2 separate regions of the Mus musculus genome follow, and region 2 is linked to region 1. A link is a contact called in public HiChIP or PLAC-seq data. All regions are on one chromosome and are shown on one strand. The core of a region is the stretch at or near the end of the contact, and the rest is flanking DNA. Distances in the headings are between cores, read along the strand shown.

What was found. HiChIP or PLAC-seq counts read pairs in DNA pulled down with a chosen protein or histone mark.
Region 2: a contact with region 1 is called in an H3K4me3 HiChIP or PLAC-seq map of embryonic hindbrain, with 4 times the contacts expected there. The contact joins the enhancer-like site here to the promoter of Ctnnal1 in region 1. A contact is called at or near these places in 5 of 39 promoter capture datasets (the 3T3-L1 cell line, cranial neural crest, frontonasal cranial neural crest and 2 more), 1 of 15 datasets of contacts at CTCF or cohesin (pro-B cells), 1 of 484 Hi-C or Micro-C datasets (embryonic stem cells) and 5 of 115 datasets of contacts at active chromatin or transcription factors (embryonic forebrain, embryonic hindbrain, embryonic stem cells and 1 more).

The regions. Positions count from the first base shown.
Region 1 is chr4:56,862,142-56,867,464 of GRCm38.p6, reverse strand. It overlaps Ctnnal1 (catenin (cadherin associated protein), alpha-like 1), which reads left to right and starts at 2,254. Exons shown (of 19, transcript NM_018761.3): 1 at 2,254-2,488. The coding sequence starts at 2,351.
Region 2 is chr4:57,260,187-57,266,070 of GRCm38.p6, reverse strand. Ptpn3 (protein tyrosine phosphatase, non-receptor type 3) reads left to right here. Exons shown (of 26, transcript NM_001384115.1): 3 at 981-1,088; 4 at 1,163-1,205; 5 at 3,564-3,642. Among named protein-coding and RNA genes, the nearest start is that of Gm12536, 37 kb to the left of the region's middle. Within about 2 kb of position 2,565, at least 20 of the 459 cell types and tissues checked have an H3K27ac peak or open chromatin away from gene starts, as enhancers often do.

The DNA.
Region 1 (5,323 bases), core at 1,005-3,504:
TTGCTGATTCTGTCTCTTCCCCCTCCTGCCCTCCTCTCTCCGAAGTTTACATCCTAAAAGGATAGAGCCAGAACTTGGTTACAGAGTCTCTGACTCCAAGTCCAAAGTTCTTTATACTGGTCTTTCCTTCTAGCTTTATGTATACAACAAAAGGTATGGAAACAGATCTTCACACTGTTTTTGCTTATTGTGAAAACCAATTCTTTTGTATTGGAGTGACCCAGAAGTGTAACTCTTACTACATTTTGTCCCTGTAGTGCCACTTGTTCAGGGACTTGGATTGTACTCCAGATACTGTTTGATTGTGAAACTAAGATTGAACATACCGCTGTAATTATTTAACTCTGAAAATATATCGCCTCTGCATTCTCAGGTGAAGGAGATGGTTTGAAAGGAAAAATAGTGTTCAGATGAAACAATAAATATTCTTTATTACACAAATGCCGTTTCTTAGCTTTAATTTGCTTTCACAACTTGTTGATGATCTTTGTAAAATGTAAAATATTTATATTTTGAAATAAAGTTACAAATGTTGAATGAAACCGGTGATAAACTTAGCCTCCTCTTTTTGAGGAATTTGAACTTTGTCCAGACTTTCCCTGGGTATCCTACCTTTGGTGCCACTATCTATACTGATGCCAGTATTTTTATGAAATTGGGTCATCTTACATGAGGGAAGCTGTCTGCAGAGTAAGTGTTTACACCATAAAGAGGCCAGAAGAGTCCATAGCTGAGGCAGAAGTCCTCAGTGGTTTGGTGGGAGGCAGCCTTGTAGATCAGGCGTGAGAGAGGGTTAAGGTAAGTGTTGGGAGAAGGAGCCTGGAGAAAGCTCTGCAGCTCAGGGTGCATACTGTTCTTCTAAAGGAGCCAGTTCAATTCCTAACACCTATGTTGGACGGCTGGTAACCCCCTTAATTCAGCTCCAGGAGATCTGATGCCTCTGTCCTTCAGGCACTGCCCTCACGGACACATGCCCACGTGTAGACACACTTTACAAGAAAAAAAGAATTGGAGGATGAGTTGAATTCAGGAGCTCTTTTATACCATTACCGGAGATGCCCATGCTGCTTGGGCAGGTGAAACTGAGTCCTTCAGCTTCCCTTCCAACACTGCAAGCCGAATCCATCAGCCTAACTTGATGAAGAAAGCCAGTCTCAGATTCCTTTTTGCCCCCACGTGTGCTCATTAGCAGCTATGGTCCTTCAAAAATGCTTTATTGTGCTGCTTAGTCAGTCGCTGGGTCCTTCCTAAGGTCAGTGTAGAATCTTTCTTAAGACACAGGCTTCTGAATGCCTTCCTTGGCTTTGTTCCTGGAAACTGGAGGAAAAGGCGCTTTGGCACCTCTTCTCACCACAGGGATTCTGTGTGAGCTCATGGTTGGGCTGAGAGAATGGATTCTTAGCCTTAAGTGACTTCAGTCAGACACATCTTTTCATTCAAGGAGCAGTTAACATGCTGCTAGTTCTTGGCTAATATTAGAAACAATGTTACAAGTTTTTAAAAGGTATTATTTAGCCAGAGCCCAAACTTTTGTTTTTGATTCTCTTGAAGGTGAATTCTAAAGGTAACTGCAAGATACACTGCCTTCTTGCTGAGTATCAAGATATGTGAATATATTATCAAATGTTTCAACTCTGTAAGAGATACAATCAGAACATAGAAGTGGAGGCGAAATGGGACTGTCTTTCCTCGGAAGCCATTGAAAGAAAGATGGTTACAAGTGTAATTGATGTCTCAGTCCCAGGGCAGAGGTTCAACACCATAAAAACATGTAGAAATATTTACGGGAAATCAGAATTGACTTTTGAGGCAAATGGATTTGGTGGAAAGCTTTGTTGGGGACAGTTGTCTTCTGGTAAGAGGCCACATAAACTTGTGGAGGCTCTCGGGTGGCCTGCTCTAGATAAAATTAGGCTTTGGAACTCACCCTTGAGGAAAGAGGCACAGGGGCGGCCAGAGGGCGGGTCCGCGGGGTGGGACTATGGCAGTGGATGGGTGGGGCCGCCCAGGTATTAGGGCGGAGCTGGTGGGGCGTGCCACCCTAGAGGCGGAGCTGATGATCCTGGACTGCTACGCGCCAGACTATGGGTCAGTGGGCGGGACGTAGAGGGGGCTCGGCTAGGGTGCTGGGCAGAACTAGCTAGAGTTGGGTGGCCTCGAAGGCGGGGCCCGCGCGGTGGTACAGGCCTGGGGGCGGGGATACGGGCCCAGGGTCGCATGGAGGCGGGGCCGAAGTAGTGGCACAAGGGTAGGGGTGGGGCCTCGGTGCGGCGAGGCGGCGGGCAACCCGGAGGCTGGTTGGCGGGCAGGCAGAGGTGCGGATAGCGCGCTGTGCTATCGGTGGAGGGCCATGGCCGCTTCTCCAGTCCCGGGCGGTGGCGGTGCGGGAGCTGTCCACTCCTCCAACGCGGCTGGCTTCACCTTCGACTCGGGACTGGAGATCAGGACGCGCTCGGTGGAACAGACTCTTCTGCCCCTGGTTTCTCAGGTACCGCGGCCCCTGGTCCCCGTGTGCGCTGCCCGCGATGGCGGCGGGCGCTCTTTCCTCGGTCCGGCTTGGCGGGGCGGGAGGCGGCGCTGTCCCGCATTGCGCGAGCAAGACGGCGGCACGGCGGGACTCGCGTGGGGGCCCAGAGCCGGGCGGCTACTCCTGGGCTCGCGGTGAAGCGCTGGAAGCGCTGGAGCCCAGCAGGTGCGTTGTTCGGCCTAGGCAGCCGGACCCGCCTGGCCCAGTGGCTCCGAGTGAGGCCCAGCCGCGGGTCAGTAGGACCCCTATGGGGTTCTCTGACTTCCAGAGCCAAGCTGGCGGCCGCTGCTCAGTCGGCCGCCGCTGTCGCTGTCCGCATCGCAGGCCAGACCCAGGCGCTGGGTGCAGACTAAGGCATTCCAGTTTGCCTCTTACTCCAGCGTGTTCTCCAAGGCCTTTGTCCTGTTCCCTTGGTCATGTGTGGGCTCGCCCAACTCCCACCCACTCCGGCCACCTGTCCTGTCTCTCCCTGTCATTTGCCTGCCCACCACCTCTGTCTGCTAGAACTCTGTAGAGTGACAGGAAGGAGTGCTTAATCCTGATTGATGCACACCTTTTGCAAGGTCTCAGTTGGGATTAGTGCATTATTATATTTTGAGTTATAAAAGAAGTCTAGAATCAGCTAGGATGTGCTTAATTAAAAAAAAAAAGTTTGTCTCTCTGAGCTGAGGTATACATAACCCGAGGGCTAGAATTCCTCATCTACAGCTATGGTACTGTGCCAAACACCAAGGGAGGAATTTTGTCTTTGGCTGTGCGTTGGCGATGTGTGACTCATACTAAGCCTGTAACACCTTGGTGACTCATGCCAGGATTACCAAGATTTTAGAGGTAGAAAGAATCTTAAATTATCTTATCCGACTCCAAATTAAAAGATGATTTCTTACAACAACCTCAACTCCTGTCCACCAATGCCTTACATAAACACGTTTAATGAAAGGGAGGTTGTCACTATTCCATAGACTTTTAAATACTGTCTGTTCCAGCCTGGTCGCAAAAATATTTGAAAATTGTAGTTTTATATGCTTCTGAAATTCTTCTAATGCTAATGAAGTAAATATCCCCATTTTCCTCCCTGCATCCTGTGATTAATGGAGCAATGGTGACTATACCTGGCACTCTGTGGCTTTCTGTCTTCCTGAGTAATGCATGCATGCATGGAAGAGCCGCCATTTCCTTTCTAGCACTTACATCTCCTTCCACCCTGGAGACTTCCCCGAACTCCCCATCACCAGAACAACCACACCCCATAAGTGGCGAGGAATGGAGAGAGATGAGAGTGATGGGCTAGAGGCGGATTAGGCTTTACCCATCTCCTTAGTACTAGAAGTTTGCCAGTGCTAACTCATTTAATTCTTGCCACCCCTGAGGTGAGGTGTGGGGTTGTTTCTCTCAGAAGGCAGATGAAGAAGTGGACCGTTAGTTAGATCAGCTAACCTGATGTTAGGAATTTCAACTCTTAAATGCCCAAGAGGGGTTTGAATCCAGGTAGCTTGCCTCCAGTAGTCTGTCTGCTTTTTAGCCACCCCCATGTCCCTTCTAGAGATAAGAGGAGGTGATGTGAGCAGGGCAGAGTAGTTACAAAAAAAAAGTTCCAGTGTAGAAAAACTATCCAGAGAGCTGCAGTCTGAAAAAACAGTAACTTTGTATAGTATCATTGCTAAAACGTTACCAGTACTATGGAGCTGTGTTTTTACCAGTACTATGGAGCTGTGTTTTTTATTCTAAAGCAAGAGAGCAGAAGAGGAAAAGTGTAATTTGCTGCTAAAAATTAACTGGAGGGGAAAAATGCCCTTCCCCGTTTGGTACGTGATGCCTTATTCAGCATCACGGTTGAGGTTCTGTGTCCCACAGTTGTGGCGGTGCCACAGTTCCATGACCGATGTGCATAACGACAGACCATCCTCACAGTATCAAGAGATGCATAAAGCATGGTTAGGGTGCTTGACTGACAAAGTATGGAAGTACATAAAGACAATTTAGACTGATTTCAAAGTTTCACTGAGTTTAAGATATTAAAACTGGAGCTGGGGACATAGCTCAGTTTTTATACATGTGACCCCCAGCATCACATAAGCTATGGCAGTTCATGTAAACTCTGCACTCAGGAAGTGGAGTTTGGGGCCAGCCTGACTCACATGGATCTCTCTCTTCCTCCTCCTCCTCCTCCTCCTCCTCCTCCTCCACGTCCTCCTCCTTGTCATCGTCGTCGTCATCGTCATCCTCCTCCTCCTCCTCCTCGTCCTCTCACCCTCTTATTCTCTTCTCTCCCCCTCTGAGTTTGGGGCTCGGGGTGGGGTGGGGACAGCCCTCTGGAAAACTCACATGCTCAAGAGTTTCTCTTCTATCCGGGCGTGGTGGCGCACGCCTTTAATCCCAGCACTCGGGAAGCAGAGACAGGTGAATCTCTGAGTTCGAGGTCAGCCTGGTCTACAAAGTGAGTTCCAGGACAGCCAGGGCTATACAGAGAAACCCTGTCTCGAAAAACAAAACAAAACAAAAAAAACAAACAAACAAAAAAAAGAGTTTCTCTTCTAAGGATACAGCACTGTTATTCTTATCCACTAATTTCCACATCTCCCTAAGGATATTTTAAGTACTTGAATTAAGAATTTATTATAGTTGCCGCTCTTTAAAGGGCATATATTTTAGCTGGTAGGTAGAGTGTGTACAGGATAGCAAGCACGTATAAAGTATCCGATGAGTTTATCAATAATGCATGCTCCTAGAGCTCAGATGTTGAATCAGGGAGGACACTGTGAAGGAGACAAGGTTTGGGGTAAACAAGTAAGATTA
Region 2 (5,884 bases), core at 1,316-3,815, 400 kb before region 1:
TGTGTCTGTGTGTGTGTGTGTGTGTGTGTGTGTGTGTGTGTGTAGTCCAGAAGACAACCTACAATATTATTTCCCAGAAACCATCAGTCTTTCACTGGCCTAGAGCTTCATGAGTTGGCCAGGCTGGCCAGAGGCCAATATTGGGTATCTTCATTATTCTTTATTTTATTTTTTTCAACATTCTACCTGTCTGTCTGTCTGTCTACCTATCTATTAGCTATCTACCTATCACCTATCTATCTAATCTATTTACTTATTTGAGACAGAGTCTCACTGTGTAGCCACAGCTGGTCTGAACTCTCTATGTCGACCAGGCTGGCTTCAGATTCACTGAGCTCTGCCTGCCCCTGCCTCCTGAGTTCAGGGAATGAAAATGTGCATCACAACTAAGATATATTTTTGTTTTCGTGTCTGTGTTAATAATGTACATGCAATCAACGGCCAGAAGAGGCCATTAGCGCACCCTTCCCCTCCCCCCTCCCCAGCTGGTGTTGTAAGTGTTGTGAGCTACTCAGCTTAGGTGCTGGGGATGGAACTTTAGTCTTCTGCAAGCTCTGGAATCATTCTACCATGGAGTCATCTCTCTAGCCCCCTGCCTTAGATTTTTGAGACATGATCTCACTGAACCTGGAGTTTCTATATTTAGCTAGATTGCTTGGCCAGCAAGTTCCAGGGTCGTGTCTTCCCCTGTACACACACAGGTTCTCACGCTTGCAAGGCAAGAAGTCAACCACCTTTCTCCTCAGTCCCTTAAAAAATCCAGAATGTCTGAAAACATGTCAATGTAGTTTGTCTTAACCCCACTTCTGTATCCCTCCTTTCAGCCTTGTAACTTGAAATTTATTAATGCTTTTGTTACTGTGGGAAGTGTTTAATTCTTAAAATCTCAGAAAGTTTTACTTTTTCTTTGCCTACTGTTAAAAAAAAATGGTTACTTCTATTTCTTTGGTTCATTTTAATTCTTGATGGTTTTGATCTAGAAACAAGATTTGGGCCAGTCGCTTCTGGATATGGCCTATGGCCACCTGGGTGTGACGGAGAAGGAATACTTCGGCTTGCAACATGGCGACGACCCAGTGGACTCTCCTGTGAGTGCTCGCATGTACGATGTGCTGCTTCCCTGCTTGGGTTGGTTTCATAGCTTATCTTTCTCACTCCACAGAGATGGCTTGAGGCAAGCAAACCCCTCAGGAAGCAGCTGAAAGGTGAGTATGCTCTTGCTTCACTTGGTCGCTGGGTGTACGGCAAACTGTCTTCTCCTTATGGGGGACTTAAGGTGGCGGTGGGGTCAGGGGGAGGTGTTTCAGGGCAACCTTGAGGGTGAGGGGAGAGGAGGCAGCTCGACAAGGGAGCGTTCGTTTATTTTTCTAAGGGAGCAGGTGGATGAAGGATAGATAGTCTTTCTTAGCCCAGTATAAGAAGCAGAGACCGAAAAGGGCTGGGGTGATGTCTTAGCTGGCTGTCCAAGCTTAAGGACCTGCACCAACACAAGAGGCTGGGAACTGTGGTGCATGCCCAGAATCCCAGCTCCGGAGACAGAGACAGGAATTCCTGCACTTGGCTGGCCAGGCTGACGAGTCGAAGGATGAGCCCCGGGTTCAGTAAGAGATCCTGTCTCAGAAAACGAAGATGGAAGGCAGTGGAAGACGACACCTGACTTCAGCCTGTGGCCTCCACGTACACATGCAGACTCCTGCACACATAAAGGGAGACCGACACACACCCTCATACAGCAGCACAGATGCTGTCTTATCCACCATGAATGGGCCCCTGTATTGCTCTCAGCTTCCAGTGAGACAGCTACTCCAGCCATGCCCACTCCCTCTGGCCATCCTTTCTCATTCTGGCTTTCCTCATGGCTCTCATTGGCCCCATACATATCTAGTGTTCCAGACTAACTTGATCAGTCTGCAGAACCACCCTTTAATCTCCTCTCTCTGTGGTAGGTGCATTTCTTTGTCCCTATGCCCATCTCCTATTCCTCAGGGCTCCTCAGATACCTCCTGCTATCTGAAGGAAAGCGCCAACTCTCTCCTTCCCTCTCATTTCTTTGTCCCTTCGTGGCTGGCTGAGCACTCTTGCTGTCTTCTCACAGTGAGGCGCTTGCACTGCCTCTCAGGACTGTTCTGTTCCACTCAGCCCCACACCCTTCACAATGCTTGACACACAGGACGTGGCCAGTTACATGAGGCAACTGTTTGTCATCCTCTCTCTGGCTTGTCCTTGCAGCAGACACATCCCCACTGCTCAGACCAAGGCAAAGCACTCTGCCAAGCCTGGGAACTGCATTCAAACCAGATTTGAACCCTGCTGTCATGATCAAGTGTAGAAGTAGAAAAGAGGAATTCTATGATAGTACTCTGCACACGCGTGCGTGTACACACACAGACACACACACACACAGACACACACACACATGCACGCTCTGAATCCACAGAAGAAATAAGAAAAACACAGAGACTATGCCTGAGACACCAAAGTAACAATAATGGAAGGGAGAGACTGAGGAGGTAAGACAAAGACGGAATGGAAAAACTTTCCTACAGAGTTAGCGCCACCCACTGGCAGCTAGGTGTGTATACAGAGGCACAGACTTACTGTTAAAGATTCTTTTGGTACCAGCCCAGAGCTGACAAAGGAAGGAACTAAGAGATTTGGGGTGTGTGGAGGAAGTGTGGAGCCACAGTGAACAAGGCAGGAGGCAAGATGAGCAGAAGGGTCAGCCAGCTGGGCAGCCCACAGAAGGACTTGGATTTCAGAGGGCCCGAAGAGTGCTACGTGAGCCAGCAGACAGGACCTTGGCATATTAACCAAGAAGTCAAAAGGTCTCCCCATGTCTTGGCGACATGTCTTGATCTTCTGTTGTCCTAACCCTAGCTGGTCTGATCTTGTATCAGACACACAGCCAGTTTTAGCCACACAAGGAAACTGGCACTTGGTGTTCATGCCTGAGTAACATCTGAGTGACTTGTGTAACACTCAGGATCCCCGTGACTATTTTAATACGCTCTGAACTGAAATTGTAAAAATGGCTTCCAGTTTTTTTTTTAAAGAAAATAATCAAGTCAGAAACTTCAGTGCTACCAGATGTTCTGGTCTTGTCACTGGCTACCTAATCCAGAGAGCCGTTTACATTTCTCCATCTGTAAAGTGGAACCACTCAGCCCGCAGGTACCCATAGCGGTGTTAAGGCTCTAGATGCTGCGTGGAAATGTTGGGAGAGTGTAAGTCGCTATGTAAATGTAAGCTTCAGACCTTCGGGAGTTTTATGTATAGAAGCTAATTTAAGACTTTTAATATAGATATCATTGTTTGAACAGGACCCTAAGGCAGACATACAGCCGGAAGTGGGTGGTACCACCGTTGAAGCTATATAAATACATTAGGTGTGCGTGGAGACCTCTGAACAGTTAAACACTCTGTATTGGGAGCCGGGGCTTTTCTAATGGAAACCTTGTGGTGGAGTGACAAGTACTTCCTTTATGGGAGAGTTAGCAGCTATGAACGTGGACTTTCTTGTTGTTTAAAGGGAAAACCTAATCTGTTTTTGAAAAATGTTGTAGGAGGTTTTCCCTGTACCCTGCATTTTCGAGTAAGATATTTTATACCTGATCCCAACACACTGCAGCAGGAGCAAACCAGGTAATCGCCTTTTCCTCTTGATGTTCTCTTATATACAAATATACAGATTAGTATATATAAATATATATATAAATTAGTAGCTGCCAAAAATGTACTCTTTGTTTCCTGGCTGTGGACAAGTAACTTGATTGGGTGTAACCTCCGACCATCGTGAAATCCAAGTAAAAATTGGATTGAAATTTTAATGGCAGGTTTGTTTACAGTCTGTGGCCTGCATCCTTCAGCCCCGGTCTGGTATAATGCATGTGGGCACCCTCTCTCTCTTCCCGCCTCTGGTAAGCATTGTGAAGACTGAGGTTGCTAAGACAGTTCTTGCAATGCAGGCCTGGAGTGGAGCAGTCAGCCACAGGGCTCGGAGAATGATTTCTGAGGGGCTGGAATGAAGTCCCTTGGGGATGACAAGGCTTAGCTGAAATCAGAAACTTCCACCAGGTCCCCGTTTGCAGGGGTGAGTGAGGAAGGAGAACGAGTTCTGGCTGGACCCCGCTTGTCTGCTGGGTGAATCAGCGGGTGTAGGAAGTTTGTGAGGCAGATCAGGGAAGGAAGGCTCCGATAGGAGCTGTTTACCCCGCAGGGCTTGCAGGCTGGGCTGACTCTAGTTGATCCTGGCAAGTGAGTTTTCTGAGTGGGGAAACTGGAATGTGCAGGATGGGAAGGGTACACTGTGAAAGCCATTGCCTCGGGGTGGGAGACCCAGCCAGCCGCTTCCCCTGCCTCAGGCGCAAGCCCTTAGTATCCCTTTGCTGTTCTTAAGGAGGGAAACTGTCTCCCTGAGATGAAGCAGAAGCTGTTCTGGGTTACTGAGTCCCATTTTATGGCAGAAAATCTCACCAAAGAGACACCATTTGCTCAGTCATAGAATGTTCTCTCAGTTTTCTCTCTCTTCTTTTTTAATGACAATTACACATCGTATTTTAGCTTTTGATATGTTTAAAGGCCAGTTGTTGGTTTATTGCTCTGTTTTTCCTGCTTCTGTATTGCTTTTCTCCACAGAGGCAGGCCTTGGGGTGGGACTGCGTTTATCACTTCGGTCTATGTGAAGTCTGTGTAAGGGAGGCCTAGGTGGCTCATTGGGAAGCCGCAGTGGAGTGCATGCTGCTTTGAATCATTTTGGAGCCTTCCCTCCATCCTTCATGTCCCATTCCACCCCCACCCCCCCATACACACTCACATACCACATTGTTCTGGACTAGGGGCAGTGTTGACACTCAACCCAGCATGTCATGTCATCAGTTAGTATACATAAAACTGATAACATCATCTGTCAGTCTGATGACTACTTCTCTGAGGTTTCCTCAAAACAGTATAAAGTAGAGTCTGGTCAAGGGATGCATTACAGTTACATGAAGGGCCAGACACAATGGTACACACCTCAAATCATTACTGTGTTACTGGGGAGGCAGAGGCAGGAGGGTCCCTTGAGCACAGGAGTTTGAGGCTAGCCTAAGCAATCTAGCAAGACCCTATCTCCAAAAAAACCAAAAAAAAAACCAAGATGAATACCTTTGAAGAATTATGTATGCATGTTGCAACCTCTCCTCTCTCTCTTTTAAGTGACCATTGTGACCAAGTGACCAAGTTGATTTTTACCTTAAGAAGTTCCAGTTCATGGATGGTCACTGTTGTCACAGTCCTTCCTATATCATCTCTGGGATGCTGAAGCCCCAGCTGTATGGCACCCTGTATGCACACTCAAGCTTTCAAGTAGAAAGGCTTGAGGGAGATGCTCCCAGAGCCAGACTCATCTCATGGTCCCTCTAGAGTTCTTCATGGCCATCCCCCTTAGGAAAGAAGCCGAGACCTTGTGGAGTGAGTCTACCTGCCTCCAGGGAGCATCCAGGGAGAAATGTGAGGTGGTTGCTCACATCAACATCCACAGTCGAGAACACACGTGCTTGCCTACTTGGGTTCAGCTTAGTTTCCTCACTTCTTAGGGAATGGGGCCGCCCATAATGGGCTGGGTCTTTGCATATCAATTAACTTAATTAAAGCTAACCCATGACATGCCCTCTGGCCAACCAGATATAGATAATACCCCTGTGGAGACTTTCTTCCTGGGTGATTCTAGCTTGTGTCTTATTGACAGTTAGCCATCATCACAGGATCTGGGTGGAGTATACTCTCAAAGGGGGTCAAACATTTCTAAAGTTAGAGTCGCTGTTAGAGTTTCTCCTAGTGATAGCTTTCCTTCTCAAGGGTACTTCCATGTCTGTTTATTGTGAGCCTCCACAACTGCTGTTAC